Regions from separate parts of the Mus musculus genome. Here region 1 is linked to region 2. Evidence: chromatin contacts called from public promoter capture Hi-C data. All regions are on one chromosome and are shown on one strand. The core of a region is the stretch at or near the end of the contact, and the rest is flanking DNA. Distances in the headings are between cores, read along the strand shown.

Region 1 (3,008 bases), core at 352-2,851, 220 kb after region 2:
TATGCTTGCTCTCAAGGCCAGGATTATCTTTTGCTGCTATGAGGCAGGCTGCTCTGCCATAGTTTTGGCACATCAAGAATGTCCCAGTGTGTTTATAGATTTGGGACATATTGGCATTCTTGAGACGTTATCTGCCTCTGACCTGGCCAGCCAGAAGGAGACAGGAAGAGGGGTCTTGGAGAGTTTCCTGTTATGTTTAAGTCTTGTTTAAGGGCTTCCTTGCTCTTTCTGCCCCCATAGGTGAGGGCAAGGGGCAAGGACCAGCGGAGCCTTGCTGCCTCGCTAGAACCAGAATAGTTTACTCCACCTTTGGGAGGTGCCATGAACTTTAAGGTCACCAACCTGAAAGTCATGGGTAATCCATTCCACTGTGTAAGAATGATCAGAGAAGAAAATGGCTTAGAATAGTTTTTCCCTTTGACAACTGGTCTCACTGTAATTTTTGATGCCTAGCAGTACAGGAATAAAGTGAGCAGCAGGAGGAATGCTCCCTCAAAGGGAATTAAGTTAAAGCTGCTTGGTTCTCCCCAGCTCCTGCAGCCTGGAGAACTGGCCACACACAAAGTAACAGGGTTCCGTGCTTAGCCCTGAAAGTAACAGACGGTAGTTAAGTTAGGTGTAAGCTTTATCTTTCTGGCTGACTGCAGAAGTGGAAGGGGTTGAGGGACCTTGGAACTTGTTTCAAGGATACAAGGGCTGAAGAGCTGTCTGGCCTCTGGTCCCCCCCCCCCCCCCCCCCCCCAGGAAACTGTTTCTTTGTTTCTTTCCCATAATGAAACTTTAGCCTAAGGAAATAGGTCTCCAAGAGAACATGTCTTTTGTTTGTTTATAATGATGTAATTTCTCCTCCCTCCTTTTTCCCTATTCCCCCCTCAGGTCCTTTCTCTTCCTGGACTTTACTTAAAACAAACAAACCCCCAAATGCATGCCACTTTCCTTTTATTGATGGGTTTTTATTTTGTTAGTGATGTCACCTATGCTCGATGCACAGAGATTTCAGGCTTGGCTGTGAAGGTAAAGGGATACTCAGTTTGAGCTCGGGCTGCTGGCACCCACAGCCGGGGGATGACTAGGCAGGGCTCTGTAGAAGAGCAATTGGAAATATTTGACAAACTGTTGAAGTGTGTGGGGAGAGACCAGGGTGGGACTGGAGGTTGAAAGTAGTGTGTCATCGAAGAAATGCTAAAGGAAATTCAGAGTAAATGTGGTTTTCCGGGGAGAGCACAGGGTGGGGGTGAAGGTTAGGCAGAACCTTGGAAGAAGCAGCAAAGGAGGCCTGGGGTACAAAGAAAACAAAGGACTCAAAATCCAATTCTGAAAGGGTCCCGGCCATGCCTCGCCTCCCCCAAGCATGGACACTCATCAAGCATAAGAGGCAAGAGAGGGAATCAAAGGAGAGCAGGAACCAACTTGGACTGCTCCTCAGAGGAGGCAGAGACAGCCCTGACTCAGAAACAAGGAGACAAGGGCACACTGGGGGTGGCTTTTCCTCCCAAAGGGATAAGAAGTTGCCGGGGAGAGCCTAACCCTCCAACCTGCCCCAGTGTCAGGAAACCCCAAGGCTTACCCCGAGACATGATGGGTGGACCTCTGTGGGCCACCCACTTCCCCACAGGGTGGGGCTCAGCATAAGACAAGTAGGAACTGAAAAGGGTGTGCAGTTCTTGGGTCTCTCCCTCCTCTTTTTTAAAGAGCCACTGTCCTCGGTTTACTGTGTTCTGTGTTTATGACATCATGAAGTGGCTACCCAGTATATACTTTGCATCAACTAGTTCATTCGCCTGCCACTGTAGCTCTCCGATTAATTTTAGACTCTTGTAGCCCAGGCTTGTCTGGAACTTGTGTAGCTGAGACTGGCCTTGTATGCTTGCCTTTCTTTCTCCTTGCCTCTAAGTACTGGGACTAGAAGCGTGTACCAGGGTCTATTCAAGGTATTGTTTTTGCATCTGACTTATTTATGGGAGAAACACAGAACAATTTTGGTGACCTGTCCAAGGCCATGGAGCTAGTTACTTGGTGACTAGAATGCTTACTTTGGGTCTCAGACACTGTGGCCTAAATCCATGATTCTCCTACACAACTATCTCAAAATAACAAGCACGAGTATTGTTATGTAATCTATGCCTATATTTCGAAATTGAGAAACAAAGAATCTTATCAGTCACTATCTATTGCATGAGAATTTTTCAATTCTCATTTTAACTTGGAGACTTATTCCACCTTTTATTTTTTTAAATACCTGTAGAGCGACTGTTTACATTCCACTAATGGGTAAAGATCACATCATTGAAGGACAAACTAGTGAGCAGTTATTTAGAAGCTCCATGTAGGAATGCATGTTTGTGGTCCCAGTACTTGGAAGCTGAGGCAGGAACGCTACAAGTTTGAGGCTGGCAAGAGAGCAAGTGCAAGGCTAGCTACACATCAGGACTCTGCCTTAAAACACCTAAGCAAGGGACTGGGGTGATAGCACACTCAAGATTAAAACATACATCAAAGAGCCAAGGGTGGTGAGACAAGCCTGCAATTCCAGCTCTGGGGAGGGAGAGGCTGGAGGGTCCTGAGTCTCAGTGGCCAGCTAACCTGGCCTACGTGCCAAGTCCCAAACCAGTAGGAGATTCTGTCACCACCCCCCAACCCCCAAAAAGGAAATGGCTCTTGAGGGACAATGTCTGAGGCTGACCTCTAGCCTCCATGTACAGACAGACACACAGATAAGCAGAGACACACCAACACATAGTCATGCTTGTCCTGTTTCACTGTGCCCCCCTCCCCCCAGCCTCTTCTTCCCCTCCTATCCTAAACAATACAAAACCAGTTTGCTGATTGTTTCAGTCTTGGTCACGACTCTGCTCTCTGCCACGCTCCTCAGGACGTCCCTTGGCAGCCTTATTGTAAGGATTTGTAATGCCCTGTTGGGGCTTTTAGTTGATTTGTGGCTCTGGGATCTGGGTATTCAAAGACTTTTATTTTCATACAACTGAATGGTTCACCAGAGAGTATTTCTC
Region 2 (3,157 bases), core at 574-3,073:
AAAACTTAGACTGTAGCCTGTCTCCCTGCCCGAGGCGCTCGAGCCACGCCATCTTCAGCGCGAGACACTTTTGATGAGTTTCCTGTCTCCCTGCTCCTCGCTCCACCAGCTGCTCATGCCGCTTGTACCTTGTCTGAGCCACGTCCTGTGCTCTCCCACGTTGGCTCTGCCATTCCTTCTGCCTGAATATCCTTCACTCCCGCGTCTCACAGCCTTTGATCTGGGTGAACTCTTACAGAGCTATACTGTGGAGTCATTCATCACTCTAACGGGTGCTGGAGAAAGCCAGTCTGTAAAGAACAGGCTCTGACAGACACCTTCTTCCTGTAATCCCAGTGCTTGGTGTCTGGGGCGGGAGGCTTGGTACTCCAGGCCGGTCTGGCCCACATAGCAAGGCTCCGTAATAAGTAAAGAAGTAGGTTTATTCAGTTCTCAGTTGAGAAAATTCCAGTCCAGGGCCTTGCTGCTTTTGAGGCCTGTGGCAGGGCAGTAAGTGACACTGGCCGTGTATGCTGCTCACCCCGTGTCCAGGGGGAAGGAGGAGGAGGAGGAGTGTCTTAGTTATTACCTTCATGTTCCTGATACTCTGACAAAAGGAACTTCAGGGAGAGCTTAAAGTGTGGCTACAGTTCCAGAGGGCCACAGCCCATCGTGGTGAGGAAGGCGTGCCGTGGAGACCAGCTCTTCTCGGTAATAAGGGTGTCAAGGAGCTGCTTGTTGCTTGGCACTTGAAAAGGAGCAGAGAAAAGGACCTGAGGCTGGGTTATAATTCCTTAAGGCCCAGCTGTTACCACCCACTTCCTCTGTCTAGACCTAAAGGCCCCACAGCCTCTCAAAAATGGGAGCCCCAGGAGGACATTGGACGCTCAAAGCGTAACCCTGGCCCATCAGTATTGTGTTGTATATATAACCTATTAGAACCAGAAGGAAAGCCAAGGTGAAAACTTTCACTTACATGTGCTTAAAACCCGAAGCCCAAAACCAGTCATATCAGGTTAGGAACTAGACTAGAAACCAAGTTTCCTTTATCTGGGCTAACAAGATGAAAGATAAAAAAACAAGAGACCAAGGACAGAGCAAGTACGTCCCAGCTCACCGAGTGCCTCTCAGATCCTCCCGAGGTCCTGTCTCCCTTGAGCCTTCAGACTTGGCACTTCTCCAAGTGCTATAGCAGCTCCCTGTTTTACCACCGTGGCCTGACCCCGTGTGCCTGGACCATAGTTAATTCTGAGACCAATCTCTGTGTAATTACTATTTACATTAAAAAAAAATAGTTATATGTGTTTGTGTGGATGTGTGCACACCCCAGAGGAGGGGACACATATGGCTCAGTCAAAGATTGGGTCTCTCTTTCTACCCTCATGTGGGTTCCAGGGGTCAAACTCAGATTGTCAGCTTTGTATGGAAGCGTCTTTGCCAGTGTCTGAGCCATCTGGCTGGCCCTGCCCCGTCTTTATAATTACTCCAATACTTCAGAAATACTTGTTAGAGCTGGAAGAGTGGTTACGATCAGTACTTCCTCCTATCCGTTCTCATTCCCTTCGTCATCCATCCTCAACTTCTTCCTCCCCCCTTTGCCCATCCTTTTAGGTAGGCCTGACTAACGGGCTTGTCCCCCTGGCTCTATCCCATCAACTCTCTCACAGCAAATTCGAGGGCTTGGGATACGTTACATCTATCATCTTCATCTTATCAAGGGACTTCCTGAATCCCAAAGTGTTTCTAAACTAGAGAAATATTTCCACACAATCTCATAGCTGTCAGCATGGGATGCCTGGATGGTCCTCTCACTTTGATGCCAAAAATACTGCCCAGCAGCTGACTCGTGCCTCTGACTCCTTGTAGAGCTCATTCATGCTCAGTCTAAAGGATACCCACGCTTTCTCCTTGGCTCCATCAGATCTTTGTGCTTTAACGGCAGGATGCTTAAAGGTTGAAGTCACCAGCTTGCAAAATGAGAAAGTCTTTCCGAGAACACTTTGTTCTCTAGACTGTGGTTTAGAGCGGTCGCTGTCAATGCAGGGCAGCCTCTGACTTCCATACCATTCCTCCGAGACAGTGATAATAGCAGCACCGTCCACCCAGGCTCCGAAAGAGGACTTGAAAAACCCGGGTATGCTTTTTACCGTGCATCTATGCAAAGTCCCTTGGGAAACAGGAAGGAATTTTAGTATTCCTGTTTTTCTATAAAGCTAGAGGTTCAGGAAGACCCAGGCATCCATGTCCTTATATTCAGAAGGCATAAAATACCAACATGTAGGAAGCCTAAATAAAGTTGTACTAACTTTGCAGCATTCCTGTGTGATGTCAAAATAGAAAGTAAAACGGAAGGGACACAGTGCTCGGAGAAGCGAGCAGTACTTTGATTTGTGATCGCTGGGACCCAGGCTACTTCATTTCATGAGGGGACTCAGCTGAGAAGCTGCTGGTGCTGAAGGGTCCCTCTCCTATGTCTCCACAGGTGCAGTGAGCCTGCCACTCGCCCTCACTCGTGGCATACCACCAAATTTGGGGAGACACAGCCTGATGTCAGCATGATGCAGATATCTCAGGGCACAATGGGCCCTCCTTGGCACCAGAGCTACCATTCCAGGTGAGTGGCCACAGCTGGCATCTAAGGGTTTCTCTCTTTCAAAGGTCATGTTTACCCCCAAAATGTCTTTTCTTCATCCTCTTCAAATGCTAACTATGTGGGTGATTCATCCTTACATCACATTCTGAACTAGACTGGGAGACTGGAAATACTTTGATCATGGCTGGTCGTTTGAGATATTTATGGAACCCATTCACAGTCAGCTGTTTCTCAATGCCTATTATAATCCCATATTTGAAAAACTGAAGACTTCCATTCTGGGTGCTTCAATGTCCTGTCTGCACTAGTCAAAAATTGTTCATATTTACAGCTGAATTGGTGATATTCTTATATTTAAATGTTACACTTGATATTTTTTTTCCTCCTTCCATCAAAGCCATCTGCCTAGCATGGCCCTGAAGCAGATAGGAATAGGATAGAGGGTTTTTCAGTGACACATGATGAAATTGACATTGATCTCATGTGACCCCTTCATTTCCCTCTTCTGCATGCAGCACCACTTGAACACATAAGTATTTTGCAGAACAGGAAGTTGAACGGTGCAAAGATTAATCCAAGTATGGA

Evidence for each region. Capture Hi-C pulls out chosen DNA fragments and counts their contacts.
Region 1: a contact with region 2 is called in a promoter capture Hi-C map of adipose tissue. The contact joins two enhancer-like sites. A contact is called at or near these places in 2 of 484 Hi-C or Micro-C datasets (cranial neural crest and urothelial organoids) and 1 of 9 other capture datasets (adipose tissue).

What each region holds. Positions count from the first base shown.
Region 1 is chr5:93,151,055-93,154,062 of GRCm38.p6, forward strand. All of the region lies in intron 3 of Septin11 (septin 11), which reads left to right. Among named protein-coding and RNA genes, the nearest start is that of Ccni, 54 kb to the right of the region's middle. Within about 2 kb of position 1,602, at least 163 of the 459 cell types and tissues checked have an H3K27ac peak or open chromatin away from gene starts, as enhancers often do. A contact at or near this core is called in adipose tissue, where this site is marked.
Region 2 is chr5:92,931,293-92,934,449 of GRCm38.p6, forward strand. It overlaps Shroom3 (shroom family member 3), which reads left to right. Exons shown (of 11, transcript NM_015756.2): 4 at 2,462-2,593. Among named protein-coding and RNA genes, the nearest start is that of Gm36764, 76 kb to the right of the region's middle. Within about 2 kb of position 1,824, at least 52 of the 459 cell types and tissues checked have an H3K27ac peak or open chromatin away from gene starts, as enhancers often do. A contact at or near this core is called in adipose tissue, where this site is marked.